4 separate regions of the Mus musculus genome follow, and all the other regions are linked to region 4. Evidence: chromatin contacts called from public Hi-C and HiChIP or PLAC-seq data. All regions are on one chromosome and are shown on one strand. The core of a region is the stretch at or near the end of the contact, and the rest is flanking DNA. Distances in the headings are between cores, read along the strand shown. Region 1 has its middle 83 kb from the start of Tiam1. Region 2 overlaps Tiam1 (T cell lymphoma invasion and metastasis 1). Region 3 overlaps Tiam1 (T cell lymphoma invasion and metastasis 1). Region 4 holds the start of Tiam1 (T cell lymphoma invasion and metastasis 1).

Region 1 (3,144 bases), core at 471-2,970, 83 kb after region 4:
GCAGTTGGCAAGTCATTGGTATGCATAAGTGCCCTGTCTTATCTTCGCGCAAAAAAAAAAAAAAAAACACCATCAAAGGGAACCGAGAAGGAGAGCTGACTTCACCCACATCCTCACAAAGCTGGCAGCACAGCGTGCTAACCCAGACGACATCATCATCACGACGGACGCAAGAGAGGAGCCCACTTCTCTAAGACATGCAGTCCATGTGTAAGGAGAGAGCAGGGTGTCTCTCTCCCTGAAGTACTTGTCCAAGAAAGCAATGGCTAAAGCAGAACCAAGTGGACCCCGGGTGGGGTAAGATCTCACCACTCAGACTGTCTCCAGGGACTTGACCCCTTGTAACTACCTGCGTTCTCCATGCCTCAGTTTCCCTCACTGGGTAAAAAGGAGACAAAACAGAAGTCACACCTCCTAACATCATTAAGAGGAAGAAATGAGAGGGTAACAGAAACTCACGCCCAGTATTTACGACCCGCCATTACTTAGCATTGGAGCCATGTTCAGTGTAGCATCCACCAGCCTGTGCTGTATTTTTCAGTAGCTTAGCAACAGGCAGTGTTGAGTCAGAAGCGTAAGGAAAGTCTCAGGCAAAGGCTCTGTATTCACAATCCAGTATCGTTTCCCCTTTACCTGCAATCTGCTCAAACCCTATCTAAGTCCCAACTGTTCTAAGCCCCCATGGAAACAAGGAAGCCTGATGAGCCACTCGCCGGCCCCTCCCTCACCACCCCACGTCACATACCGCTGCTCTCTGCCTCTCCGCTCCATGTGTGACATACAGCCCCATTCTGGAAACCAAATAATCCCAATCCCTGCTCTAAAAGTAAACCGCGGCCCCGTGAGACAGCTCAGTGAGCTGAGGTCCTTGCTCAAAGGCTGATGAACATCTTTCTATGTTTCAGCCCCAAATCCCATGGCATCAAAGAACCAGGGCCATAGAATTGACCTCTGACCTACACACACACACACACACACACACACACACACACACACGAGGCATGCATGCATCCACGAATGCTCACACAATCAATCAACGAAAGTTAAGAAGGGAATAAAACAAGCCGGGCTTGGTGGCAAGCACCTTTAAGCCTCGCCCTCAGGAGGCACAGGTGGGCAGATCTCTGTATTCACGGATAGCCTGGGCTACAGAGCAAGTTCCAGGACAGCCAGGGCTATAGAGAAACCCTATTTTGTTGTTGTTGTTGTTTGTTTGTTTGAGACAGGGTTTCTCTGTATAGCCCTGGCTGTCCTGCAACTCACTTTGTAGACCAGGCTGGCCTCGAGCTCAAAAATCTACCTGCCTCTGCCTCCCGAGTGCTAGGATTAAAGGCGTGTGCCACCACGCCCGCCGAGAAACCCTATCTTGAGGAGGGGAAAAAAAACAAAACAAAACAAAAACCCAAAGTCTGTAACAGATGCCATCAGAGCTGCCCTGCTCCCAGATCAACGATGCTAACCAGGACCTGAAGCGAAGCCTTATGTGTTGTCAGTAGCTTACAAGAGACAAGTGAGCTTGACAGCTCTCCACTGTGGCCACGACTAGGGAAGGAGACGCTGGTGTTTCCTGTGCTTGGCATTCTAGTCCCAGGAGCCTCACAGAGCACCGAGGGGAGCAGAGTGAGGCCATCAAGATTCTCTTTCAGATCGGGAAGGCGGACCACGGCAAAGCAGAGAAGCTGCAACACGAGGACCACGGGACCGCTGGTCGCCTAATCAGTGGCCGCACGAGTCACCATGCTTCCTCTGCAAACTCAGGATAAGGGCAGAAACTCAGTGTGTCTTCCTTGTTCAACTTCTCTTTCCGGTGCGGAAGGGACTGTTCCGTTTTTCATCGTTTAAAAAAGAAAAAAAATCAGCTGTCAAGTGCTCGGATCATCACAACTGAAGGACACTGAAAACGTGACACAGAGGATTGACTAAGGCACTGCTGAAGGGACCCTGTATCCCAAGGATTGCTGAAGTATAAGCACTAACACTTAGTGAAAATGCAAAATTTATCAAAAAAGAAAAAAAACCCCAGCACTTTACCCGATATTTCCCAGCCCCTAGGAAACAGAAATGTGTTCTGCTACTAATCTCTAGCTAGCAGAACATAGATGATAAACTTGGAGCACAGGTTAGAGATAGGAGAGCTACAATGTAGAAAGAACCTCCGTTCCATAATAGTCATTTAGGAGTCAACTTCATATAGAAAAAAAAAAAAAAAAAAAACCTAACCTTTTGTTCAGTTAAGCCAATGTGTTTTGGACTTTAATTTAGGATTCGGTCTTTGGACACACCAATAAAGAATATGAATTTTACTAAAGAAAAACATTTCTGAAATAAATAAAATACAAATATTCCAATGAGGTCGGGAGGGGGGGATCCAGACCCCAGCCGTTGTAAGAGTGGACTTATAGACGAGGGACAGGTTACATTGGATTACCAAACGAGAACCTTAAGAGTCAGAGGACTCTTGCTCAAGTGACCTAATTTCTGTAGGAATTGCTAAAAACTGCTTGGGCTTAAAGGTCAAAGATGAGGGATGAACAAGTTGATCAGCTATCAAGGAGAAAGAGCAGGCAGCACTGCAGGGTTCTTCTAAGACCAGAACTGGGCAGGTAAGGAGGCCTGGGTCAAAGCCGAAGCCAGTGGCAGACAGCACAAAGGAGCTGGATTCCAGCATGGCCAAGAAGCGCCTCTGGGAAGATGGGGTCCTCAGCATCTTCATTTTAACAAGCTCCCTAGGATTTAGGAAGGGAGACGCAGTGGTTGGATAAAGGACCTGCACCAGGCCACACACACACACAAATATGAAAGCACCACACCTTGAAGTCACACCAGTGACACCTCGACTCTGACTCAGAGCTGCAATGAACTGAGGTACCCAAACCCAGACTCGAGCATATCTCACGCGTACCTGCTCCCAGGATTTAACCACTTTGGGTAGCGGCCACAGAAATCACAATTGCCTGATGGGCAGAAGCCATAGGTCCCGCTCTTCATCTCACGACTCTAACTTTGAACAGGGAAGCGTCACTGACAGCCCTGTGAAGGACGTGGCCGGGCCTGCACATTCCCTAACCACTTCTGACCATTGGGAATAATTAGGCCTTCTCATAACAGACGAGAGATGATAAACAGGTATTTCAGGGACTACTC
Region 2 (3,347 bases), core at 752-3,251, 120 kb before region 4:
AGAGAGAGACTCAGAAGTGCAGACACCACAGAAGAGAGAGAGAGAGAGAGAGAGAGAGAGAGAGAGAGAGACTCAGAACTGCAGATACCACAGAAGCCAGAAGAAGGTGCTGGATAGCCTGAAGCTGGTGTTCAAAGCAGCCGTAAGCCCCTCAAGGTGCTCGCATCCGATTTGGTTCCTCTAAGAGCAGCAAGTGCTCTAACCACTGAGTAATCTCTGTGGCCCCTCTGTCTGCCCCTTAGGACAGCAGAATCCCACTGATTCAAGTTAAGAGACTGAAGGCCAGAGGCTTTCCTCCCCATGCCCCCCATGCCCCCCATGCCCCCCATGCCCGGGTTGAGCGTCTCTCATAGCTCAGCTGCACTTCATGGCACAGGAGCCAGATGTGTGTTTAAAACAGGCCCCAAGGGCTTCTTATTGAATTGTAAATATGCTCAGTTCTGTTTACAGATGAAATGCTTTAACTGGAAACACAAACACCCAAGACCAAAGACAAATAAAAACCTACCGTAATTATCAGCGGCCGCGTCTGACTTCTCAATGTGGATATTCTGGGTGACTTTTGGACAGATTTCAATTTCTTTGTAAAGCTGCAAATCAGAGAGAGGGGGGCGAGTGAGGGGCCCATCGCAAATACGACAGATCAGCATTTTGTAAATTTGCTTTTTCATAATTGATACTTGAACAAAAATTCATGCTACATCAGTGTTTTTATTGAGTGAAAAACCTTCAGTTCTCAGCACCACGCTCAGCTAAGCTTAGAAAACCAGGCTGCTTCTAACCACGCTCTCTCCACATGCACATCACTCTATAGAGCACCCTAAATTCATCACAGACCTGAAACACAATGCCCCCATCATTAAACCCTCTAGTGCTGGGGCAGGGGACTCGTCAAAATCAAAAGGAGGTTATAAATATGCTGAGTGAAGGCCTGCACAGTACTAGACATCTCTGCCTGTTCACACAGCACTTCCACAGGAGGAAATCCACAGCAGGATCAACTGGTAGATACAGACTGTCTGTGTGATGAGATTCTCGGTTAGCCACTCAACTATACAAAATCATAAAGAAAAGTAAGTACACAAATCAACCAACCATCTATAAACCCAACATAGTCTAGAATGTGTTTCTGTATAAATGCAAGATTAAAGTATTATATAGCTCGCGCATCAGAAAATGTTTAAATCAACTGACAGTGCAGTTCCATATATCTGGAGCTAACTCACAAGACATGAATTTCAACTGTGTGCCTTATCATTCCATCCTGGGACAATTACAACGTCCATTTCACAAACAGGGCGCTAAGGCTGGTGAGAAAGTATTCTAACATGTTTGTAAAGCCAGGGTGGGCTGGGCAGGGTCTAAATGCAGTCTTGCAAGCCCCAGAGATATGGCTCTCTCTGTGTCCCACCATGGTGACTCCCAGCCCAGTGTGAAACCCAAAGAGGCCTGAGGTTAGGAGGATGAGCCTTCTTAGGTAAAAAACCTATAGCTGAAATCCAAATTTGAAGACAAATGCAAACTCTTACTGATCTGGAAATGAAAATAAATCTCAAGCCATAGAATTTGATAGGTACTGCATCCTGAGTCACTGAAGCGGACCTCGGTGACGTCTACCCCTGCCCCATCTCTTCAGGATGTCATTTTATACAGTCAAGAAGAAAGCACGGGTCTTTTTTTTTTAATGGTATACTATGACACAATGTGATAGGGGTTAGAGCTAGGAACACTGGCCGTACAGCCTGGGTGTCCGGGGGCATAATTCAATATGATTTTATTTAGACACTTCAGTTCACAAAATTAAATTCTCCAATTAGAGGACTTCAGTGATTTAAAGATCAGAAAATATAGCCACTACAATTACAAATACGGAATTATTTAAAGAAAGCTGACAAGACATGGCAGGACAAGCACCATGCTCACTCAATACCACAGTGTTCATCTCTGCTGGGGTTGAGCCCTGCTCATTTATTTTTAAATATGTGTAGCAGCCAGTCCTTCCCACTAGGTGACAGCATAGACCCGTTAGTTCTGACCATCTCTGCAGAGAGCCAGTGGGATACTTTGCTCAGAATTTCTGCTCTCCACTGTGTCCACTGTCTCGGTGTCACATAAGCCAGCCTCGGGGCCACACGCTCACTCTTGTGCTGACTGAGACTCAGGCCAGGTTAAGGAAAAAAAAAAAAAGTAAAAAAATACAGGAAACTTCTGTGTCTTAAAATGTGTTTTCTGAAACCACAGGATCTGGGCTAGGGAATTTGAAAGCTGGCCACCTTATGCACAGGCAAGTGGCACACATATTGAAGTTCCACGTTTAAAGTACTATTGAAGCACCTCCCCCAGGCCCCAGAGGGGAAACATCATAAGTTTTTAACACTGCTCTAACCACATGCTGTTAGTCCTGTCTCCCCGTCTCCCCTGACCATGCCAGCCTAAGCCACAAAGGCCTCTTAGCCACAGTACCCTAGCCAGCAGGGAGTCGTCCCGTGTCCTAGAGTGCGCTTGGCATACACCAACCTCAAGGAGCCTGTTACAATAGAGGCCAGCTGTTGCCATTACTAGGTAACTCACAGGACTGGTTTCAGGATCTCCAGGACCCCAGAATCTCCAAACCCATGGGTGCTCAACTCTCTTATGGGAAACAGTGTGGTATTTGCATAAAAGCTATGTCACACAGGCTTTGAATTGTCTTTAGATTGCACTTGATACCTACCTAATACAACACAAATGATAGGCAGATTGTCTTCATTTTGTATTGCGTGAGAAGTTAAGAACTGAGACACACACACACTCTCTCTCTCTCTCTCTCTTTCAAATTTTATCAATGGCGTCGCTTACTGAGCCTAGAGTTCGCCAATTCAGCCAGGCTGGCCAGCCAGCCAGGTCTGAGGCTCCCGCTGTCTCTGCCTCCTGCACTGGGATTAGAGGTGCCTGGCTCTGTACCACCGTTTACAGGGGTACCGGAGTCTAGAGCTCAGGCTTCTGTGGCAGGAATGTTACCAACTGACCTTTCTCCCCAGACCCATGTCACACCTTCTTGAAACACTTTTCTGTAAAACACGTGAGACTCACATCTTGTTCTCCTCACCCCCAGACTCACCTCACACCTCAGCATGCCAGCACCGTGCCTCTCTCCCTAACTTCTTGCTTCTCCAAGCCTGAAAACCTGCTGCCAGTGACAGGTTTTTACATGTATTTCTGCGAACCTGAATAGAGGCTCCTCCAGAAACAGGACCCCCCCCCCCCCACCTCTGGCACATACCCTGTGAGGATCAGAGATTATTCTTGGCACAGAAACGCTAAGTAAATATTTGCGAGATGAATGAATAAATAAATTAATCAATTTT
Region 3 (3,361 bases), core at 650-3,149, 93 kb before region 4:
TCCCAGTACCAGGGAACTTTCATGTGGGCTAAGAGAGAGCTTTTACCAAGGAAAGAAAAGAAAAAGAAAGTCAGTTAAAGGTCAAAAGCAAATAAACTAAAGGCTTTGGTAAACACGGTAAGCACGGGGTGGTAAGAAAGGGTTGGAGGTAGGAAGCTGTCAGTGGTGGAGACCCAGATACTGGGTAAGGGGTCCCACCCACAGCTAGTGCCCACACACGTGTCTCTGTCACTCAAAGTGGCAAGATATCCTCTAGCTACTGATATGACATTCAAGCAAGATCACAGAGGGGTGAGGTGCATTCAAGAATAACACGCTGACACAGACTGTAAGCTCCTGGGGCTGGAGAGATGACTCAGCAGCTAAACGCTCTTGTTGCTCTGACAGGACCCGGGGTCTGTTCCCAGCACCCACGGGACAGCTCATGACTGCCTATAACTTCATCTCTAGCGGTTCCGATGCCCTCTTCTAACCTCTGTGGGCACCAAGAATGTGCGCGATGCCCAGACACGCCACAAACGACACTCACACACTTAAAGTCAAATTTTCAAAAAGGACAACGTGAGAGCTGAGGGGTCATCAGTGACATCTCCCTTTCTAATCTCTGGTAAAACTCCGTGAGAACCCAGACGCTCGTGACGGCAGTATTCCCAGCAGCCGAGAAGCTGCAAATGGCTCAAATGCTCATCTAAGGAGAGACGGTCCAGGGGTGTGTCTGGACAGGGAATAAGGAACGGGGCCCGAAGGAGGAAGGTGTGCCGATGTGTAAGCGAGGGGGTGCACATCAACTCCAAGAGGCCCTGCTAAGGGAAGAAGGCAGGCGAAAGGGTCGCATACTAAGCGAATACATTATTAGGGAACAACTCAAAGGGAAACCTCTCAAGACAGGGAGCCAGAGGCTGAGGGAGGCAAACACGGAGTTAGGTTCCTTCTAGAACTGGATGTGGGAAGTGGCACCTAATATCTCACATGCGCTGACCGCTAAGCTGTTGTTCGATTCAAATGGTTTTTTTGCTATGCGAATTTGCCTTGTGAGTTGCTTTGTGAATTTACAGCAACCAATAACAGAAAGAATAGAACAAAGGGCACTCTGTACCCTATAGCTATAGTGACCACGTACAGACTTTTGCCTTGTCATTATTCCTTAAACACCACAGCACAGCAATTATTTACATAACATATCTACCAGGTACCACAAATGATGCAGGGATGGGTTATGAAAACATACGACGCCATCTTTTATGTCAAGGACCAGGGCACACACAGATTTGGGATTCTGCAAGGTTCTTGAAACCAATTCCCAATGTGTAGTGAGGGCGAGCTGAGTGGACTTTGAGAAACACCCGTCACTTTTTAAATGTGAGTTCACTGAGGAGCCAGGAATCCTCCGCACAGGTGAGCCCTATGATAAGGTGAGGAAGGACATCATAGATTTCAAATGGCACAGATTCCCCTGGAAACACGTGGACTGGAAGGATTCGGAAGGCCCTCCCCTCCCATTTCTGCCTTCTGTTCAATGTCTTATCGTTCCCGTCAGCGCAAAAACAATCAACTCTGAACAAAGGGCGAGGAAATCTGACAGTCACAATAAAGAGTTTACCAGTCTGGGTGACAGGCTGTCTCCGAGAGAACAGAAGCTGTTTCAGGATCCCCAGACAGCAACAAAAAAACAAAAGCGCTAACAAATCTGGCCCGCTCCAGACGCACAAAGGCGGTCGGTCACCTGGTCTAGGATGGTCTTCTTCTTCTTCGAGTCGGTGACGGAAGACAGCTGCATCTCCCCCATCTTCTTCATCTTCTCGTCCATGTCGATCTTCTGCTCCAGCTTCTTGATTTCCGACTTGAGGAGGCGGAGCGTGTCCTCCTTGTGGTGGTGCCTTGCGACGGCAGCTGCGCAGGCAGAGTGGATGGCGGTGATCCAGTTCTCCAGCTCTGTCTGGCTCGTGGTCTACAGGAGAAGGGAGCAGGGAGAAGAAGCCTCTTCATACAAGGTCACAGAAACTAGCAGTGAGTCCCGGGAGGCAGTGTCTCTGAGGCCAGGTGTCAGGTCTAGACAGACAGACAAGACAGACAGACCGACCACACACACACACACACACACACACACACACACACACAAACCTACCTTAACACACCCCTTCTAGAAATCCACAAAGGAGGGCTAACCCCAACCCCACACCACACCCCCTCAAACAGCACCCTTGAACAAGCTGCATGCTAACAACCAACGCACCCAGTCTTAAGCAGCTCTATCAAAACCAGGGCAAGGAGAGGCTCAAGGCGGCCAGGACCAGTACAGCCTCCAGGTCTCCAGGAATGCATCCATGTGCAGCAGTGAGCCACTCACAAACCACCAACAGCTTGTTTGTTTAACGAGAACACTTGAGAGCATTATGTGGCCCATGCCAAGGGACAGGTGACCCCCAAATAGGGATAGCATAAGACAAAGATGCTCTGCAAGGCAAAAGTGGCAACATTTGGGGGCAAAAACTCATGTGATAACTTGTTATTAAAAAATTCACATGATCTGTACAAGCTCAAACCAGACCAAATCCCCAGGATGAAAGGGTGGAGTAGGCACCCCGAGCTCACCCCAGCTCACCCCTAGCTCAACCTAGCTCAGGCTAGCTCACCCCTAGCTCAACCTAGCTCAGGCTAGCTCATCCCCTAGCTCAGCCTAGCTCAGGCTAACTCAGCCTAGCTCACCCCTAGCTCAGGCTAGCTCACCCCTAGCTCAGCCTAGCTCACCCCTAGCTCAGCCTAGCTCACCCCTAGCTCAGCCTAGCCGGGGAGCTACTGGTATTTGACTGCTGCTGTGAGAGGGGCATCTCTTTGCTCTAACGATGAGACATCTGGTTTATCAGTCATACTCCAGGGTGAGCAGGCTCCACACCAAGGAGCAGTCTCCAACACAAACTTGACTCAATGGGTTAAAAGAGAGACAAAGAGGAAGTTAGAGATGGCGTGGGAAGAGACAAACAGATAGACAGACAGACAGGTGGGTAGGGAGGGAGGTGGAAAAAGATCTGGAGGAGTTGGGGGATGGGCAAGTATAATCAAAATAGGTTATATAAAATTCTCCAAAATATTAATAAAAACACTTTTTTCAAAACTAGGAGATCAGTCAGGAAATATTTGTAAAAATGGAGATGACGAACTTTTCCAGGTATTCCCTTAAGCCCAAAGAACTCCGTAAAGGCACCGGGTTTAGCTTAGCTGAAGAAATGACTGGCTCAGTCACTGCGACACTAAGGTGGCTGCTGCCATCATTTTTCCCTTGCAGGGCAGTAATCTGTATTTTTACCTAACTCGCTGGTTGGCTTACCAACAAAATTCTTATCAGGACCCCTGCCCCCCTCCA
Region 4 (3,305 bases), core at 528-3,027:
AACCCCAGCTCCGTCCACTGTGTCCACCCACAGCGAGCACTTCATCTGTCACTCGCCGCGCAGCTTCCCCTTTCTCTCCCCCTTTCTCTCCGGGTTACTGTTCCATGAATCGCATCCATTACTCAGTGTTGCCCTGGCCATCACAAGATCCAGTTCAGCTGCCTCCTGCAGAGCGGCAGACAACCGGTTCCTCAGAAGTAGGTGCAACAACACCGTGCCCACAGCCACCTCCCTACTGAGCTGGTTCTGGATCCACAGAAGAGCTAGCAGGTGTGACAGCTTGGGCCATGCCACCTGTCCGTCCCCCACCCCCACCCCCACCCCCACCCCCGCCAGGTCTAGTTTGGTCACAGAGTCGTTCCTTTACATGTAGATCTTTACCCCTCAAGGGAGCAGAAGGTTCCCGGCAGCCTGCTTCCCAGATTCGCAATACCAGAGTGGAAGAGACAGCCGAGCCATCCTATCTGACACTAGGAAAATGACCAGATCAGCTAAGAACACCTCCCATTCCACTCTCTTCAAACTAGGAGTTTGTTGCAAAATGGATAGGTAGTTACAAACCTAAGAGCCAGCCATCGCAGTTACCTTTCTTACTATAAAAGTAATTTCATGAAGGATTAGCTAGTAACAAACATATAAGATCCTGGCTCCAATGCATCACCAAATCACTGATGAGATCCGAAATATGCAAAACAGGTATGTCAGCCTCAAAACTTCCTTTGACTTCACACAGCAATCAAAGACCACATACCCAAGAAAGTGTGCTGAAAACAAAAATCAGGATGGGGGGGGGGGGCGGAGCAGGGGGAGTGGGGGTCCGAGTTTATGCTTTGCTAGGATATTGTCTCTTACAAAGACCCCAAACCTGGTGCCACCCTTCAGCCAAACTTCCTCTCTTCACTCTACCCCAAATTCGATTAGGCAATGAATCAGATCAACCAGCTGCGGCAGAAAAACTCACATCAAAAATGAAGTTCCAGATAAACAAACAGTTCTCCCCCTCCCCCTTTCCCCATGCCAAAGGGGCTTTTAGCCCAACTAGCCTAATTGCAAAACTAGTGGGAAAACTCGAGACTTCCAGACCCTCATTCCAGAAGTCCCATCCAGGTGTTGGTCAGGAGCCAAAGCTTCAGAACACCCCCACCCCCACCCAAGGAAACCAGCCCAGCCTAGAATCCCAGCCCTCTCCTTCGCATTCCCTCCACCCACCCTACCCCATACACCGCCTAATCGCCCGAGGCTCACACAGCACGGTGGGTTTCAGGCAGGAAGCATCCCTGGTGGGTGTCAAGATCAATCTCACTGCCTCTTTCCCGTTTCTCTCATACAATGATCCTCGCTTAGGCAAGAGAAACTGATGAAGTTTTCCAGCCTCTTTTCCCGGAGAGTCAGAACCCGCGTGGCAGACTGCTTCTCACAGCACAACTGAGAAGCGCGGCGCTCTGGGTGCAGCATAGAAACTAAGCAGTGCCAGGACTCTGGCCATTCAGTCTCCCAGCCCCAGACCACAGTAAAGAGTTCCGGGGCTCCCACCCATCCTCGGCACAGCCTCACGCAGCAGCTTTCCCCGAGTACCCAGCACCAGAAGACTGCGGGTAGAAAGTGGATTGAATTTTCCGAAGCTCACCCGCTGCTCAGCGAGGCTCACACTCCCGGCCGCCTTTCCATCTCTCCAACTTCCAGTAACTGAAATCAGGAAGCTGTAGCCTTCCCCGCTGCCGGCGAGGGAGTGGGTGTAACTTGTGAAGTTTCGTGCTATGATGAATCTGGTCATTTGGGTGTGTTGGAGAGGGCCCAGGGCGGCGGCGGCGGCGGCGGCTCCTCCTCCTCCACCTCCCTCCTCTCCTCCTCCTCCTCCTCCTCCTCCTCCTCCTCCTCCTCCTCCTCCTCCTCCTCCTCCTCCTCCTCCTCCTCCTCCTCCTCCTCCTCTTCCCTCCCCTCCTCCTCCATCCTCGCCTCCCTCTCCGCCCCTTTCTTCAATTAAATTCTCGCCTTTGGCGTTCCTTTGCCTAGCTGAGGACTCTGCTGGCTGTCGTTCAGTTCCAGCACCCTGCTCCGCCACATCCTTGAGATTTCTCCCTATAGGATCTTAACTATTTTACAAGTGAAACTGAGCTCTCTGTGCAAAGCATAGGCTCTTGTTTGCTGTCACCTGCAGATATCTTGGTATCTCCTAAAGGATAACTACACCTCCTTACCTGCTCCCACAGGAGCGGAACCCTGGATGGTTTGCTAGACAGAGACGTAATTCCTAAACACTTGTTTAAACATAGAAATCGGACAAGGGAGAAAGGAGAAAAACAAAAACAAAACAAAAACCTTTTTAAAACCAGTGCTAACTGCTAACACAGTGCAGAAAATCCTCCAGAAGTTCTCTCTCGCTGGCCCTCTAACACAAAGCGGCCATATGTTTGATTCCCATGAACAACATTTATAGGACAGTTTCTAAAAATTGCAGAGGAAACCCACTAACTTCCTTCTCCCTCACTCCAAAGAGTACTGCTCTCCTGGCTCCACCTTGGTTTCCAAACATTAGTTTCATTAAATAAAACTTCTAATGGCCAGTGATAAAAAGAAGCCTCGGGTGTGGCCGGTCAGAGGAAGGAAGCATCATGATGTAGGAAGGCGGGTATCTGCAGCACAAAGCAGAGAGCTTTTCTGACATGGCTGCAGCAGTCGTGGCTGAGATTGACAGGTGAATAAAGCATTATCACTGTATAAGGTTGTTAGCTGTAGCAAAAGTCAAAGATATTGGAGCTAGAGAGATGGCTCAGAGGTTAAGAGCATCACTGCTCTTCCAGAGGTCCTGAGTTCAAATCCCAGCAACCACATGGTGGCTCACAACCATCTGTAATGAGATCTGATGCCCTCTTCTGGTGTGTCTGAAGACAGCAACAGTGTCCTCATATAAATGAGATAAAGAAGACCCCTGTCCCCACGCAAGGGACTTTCCTCAAATATATGGACCACAAAAATAGAAATGCAATAATCATTAAAGGGATTACAGTGACTCGAACACCAACCGGAATCAGGCAGGCAGGCAGGCAGGAAGCCATTGGTAAGAAAGGGATCTACAGTGTTTGCCAAGCAGACAAGAGGACCTGATCCAAAACATCCAAGCATACTGGCTGGCACTCGCCAGTAGCCCTAGTATTATGAAGACAAGGATTGCTGGCCAGTAGAGGTGACTGTGAGCCCCAAGATCATAAAGTGGAGAAACCCTGAAGAGACATCCGAGGTCAGCCTCTGACCTCCTCAGACTAACACCACAATGAAAAGGTACATGTGTACACATAAGCACACAC

What was found. A called contact is a pair of places that touch in the nucleus more often than the background predicts. HiChIP or PLAC-seq counts read pairs in DNA pulled down with a chosen protein or histone mark.
Region 1: a contact with region 4 is called in an H3K4me3 HiChIP or PLAC-seq map of bone marrow-derived macrophages, with 3 times the contacts expected there. The contact joins the enhancer-like site here to the promoter of Tiam1 in region 4. A contact is called at or near these places in 6 of 484 Hi-C or Micro-C datasets (bone marrow-derived macrophages, cerebral cortex and cortical neurons), 3 of 115 datasets of contacts at active chromatin or transcription factors (bone marrow-derived macrophages, double positive thymocytes and microglia) and 3 of 9 other capture datasets (adipose tissue, liver and pancreatic islet).
Region 2: a contact with region 4 is called in a Hi-C map of bone marrow-derived macrophages, with 2.2 times the contacts expected there. The contact joins the enhancer-like site here to the promoter of Tiam1 in region 4. A contact is called at or near these places in 18 of 484 Hi-C or Micro-C datasets (B cells, the N1E-115 cell line, Th1 cells and 11 more), 7 of 115 datasets of contacts at active chromatin or transcription factors (T-cell acute lymphoblastic leukemia, bone marrow-derived dendritic cells, bone marrow-derived macrophages and 4 more) and 6 of 9 other capture datasets (adipose tissue, bone marrow-derived macrophages, embryonic stem cells and 3 more).
Region 3: an H3K27ac HiChIP or PLAC-seq map of extraembryonic endoderm stem cells shows a contact between it and region 4. The contact joins the enhancer-like site here to the promoter of Tiam1 in region 4. A contact is called at or near these places in 8 of 484 Hi-C or Micro-C datasets (the N1E-115 cell line, Th2 cells, bone marrow-derived macrophages and 5 more), 5 of 115 datasets of contacts at active chromatin or transcription factors (the HPC-7 cell line, bone marrow-derived macrophages, embryonic stem cells and 2 more) and 3 of 9 other capture datasets (adipose tissue, liver and pancreatic islet).

Annotation. Positions count from the first base shown.
Region 1 is chr16:90,042,476-90,045,619 of GRCm38.p6, forward strand. It overlaps a transcript of Tiam1 not described here. Among named protein-coding and RNA genes, the nearest start is that of Tiam1, 83 kb to the left of the region's middle. Within about 2 kb of position 1,721, at least 91 of the 459 cell types and tissues checked have an H3K27ac peak or open chromatin away from gene starts, as enhancers often do. A contact at or near this core is called in adipose tissue, bone marrow-derived macrophages, cerebral cortex and 2 more, where this site is marked.
Region 2 is chr16:89,842,745-89,846,091 of GRCm38.p6, forward strand. It overlaps Tiam1 (T cell lymphoma invasion and metastasis 1), which reads right to left. Exons shown (of 28, transcript NM_009384.3): 13 at 509-590. Among named protein-coding and RNA genes, the nearest start is that of Gm52239, 50 kb to the left of the region's middle. Within about 2 kb of position 2,002, at least 17 of the 459 cell types and tissues checked have an H3K27ac peak or open chromatin away from gene starts, as enhancers often do. A contact at or near this core is called in Th2 cells and bone marrow-derived macrophages, where this site is marked.
Region 3 is chr16:89,865,787-89,869,147 of GRCm38.p6, forward strand. It overlaps Tiam1 (T cell lymphoma invasion and metastasis 1), which reads right to left. Exons shown (of 28, transcript NM_009384.3): 7 at 1,724-1,948. Among named protein-coding and RNA genes, the nearest start is that of Gm52239, 73 kb to the left of the region's middle. Within about 2 kb of position 1,900, at least 7 of the 459 cell types and tissues checked have an H3K27ac peak or open chromatin away from gene starts, as enhancers often do. A contact at or near this core is called in cerebral cortex and extraembryonic endoderm stem cells, where this site is marked.
Region 4 is chr16:89,959,050-89,962,354 of GRCm38.p6, forward strand. It overlaps Tiam1 (T cell lymphoma invasion and metastasis 1), which reads right to left and starts at 1,778. Exons shown (of 28, transcript NM_009384.3): 1 at 1,628-1,778.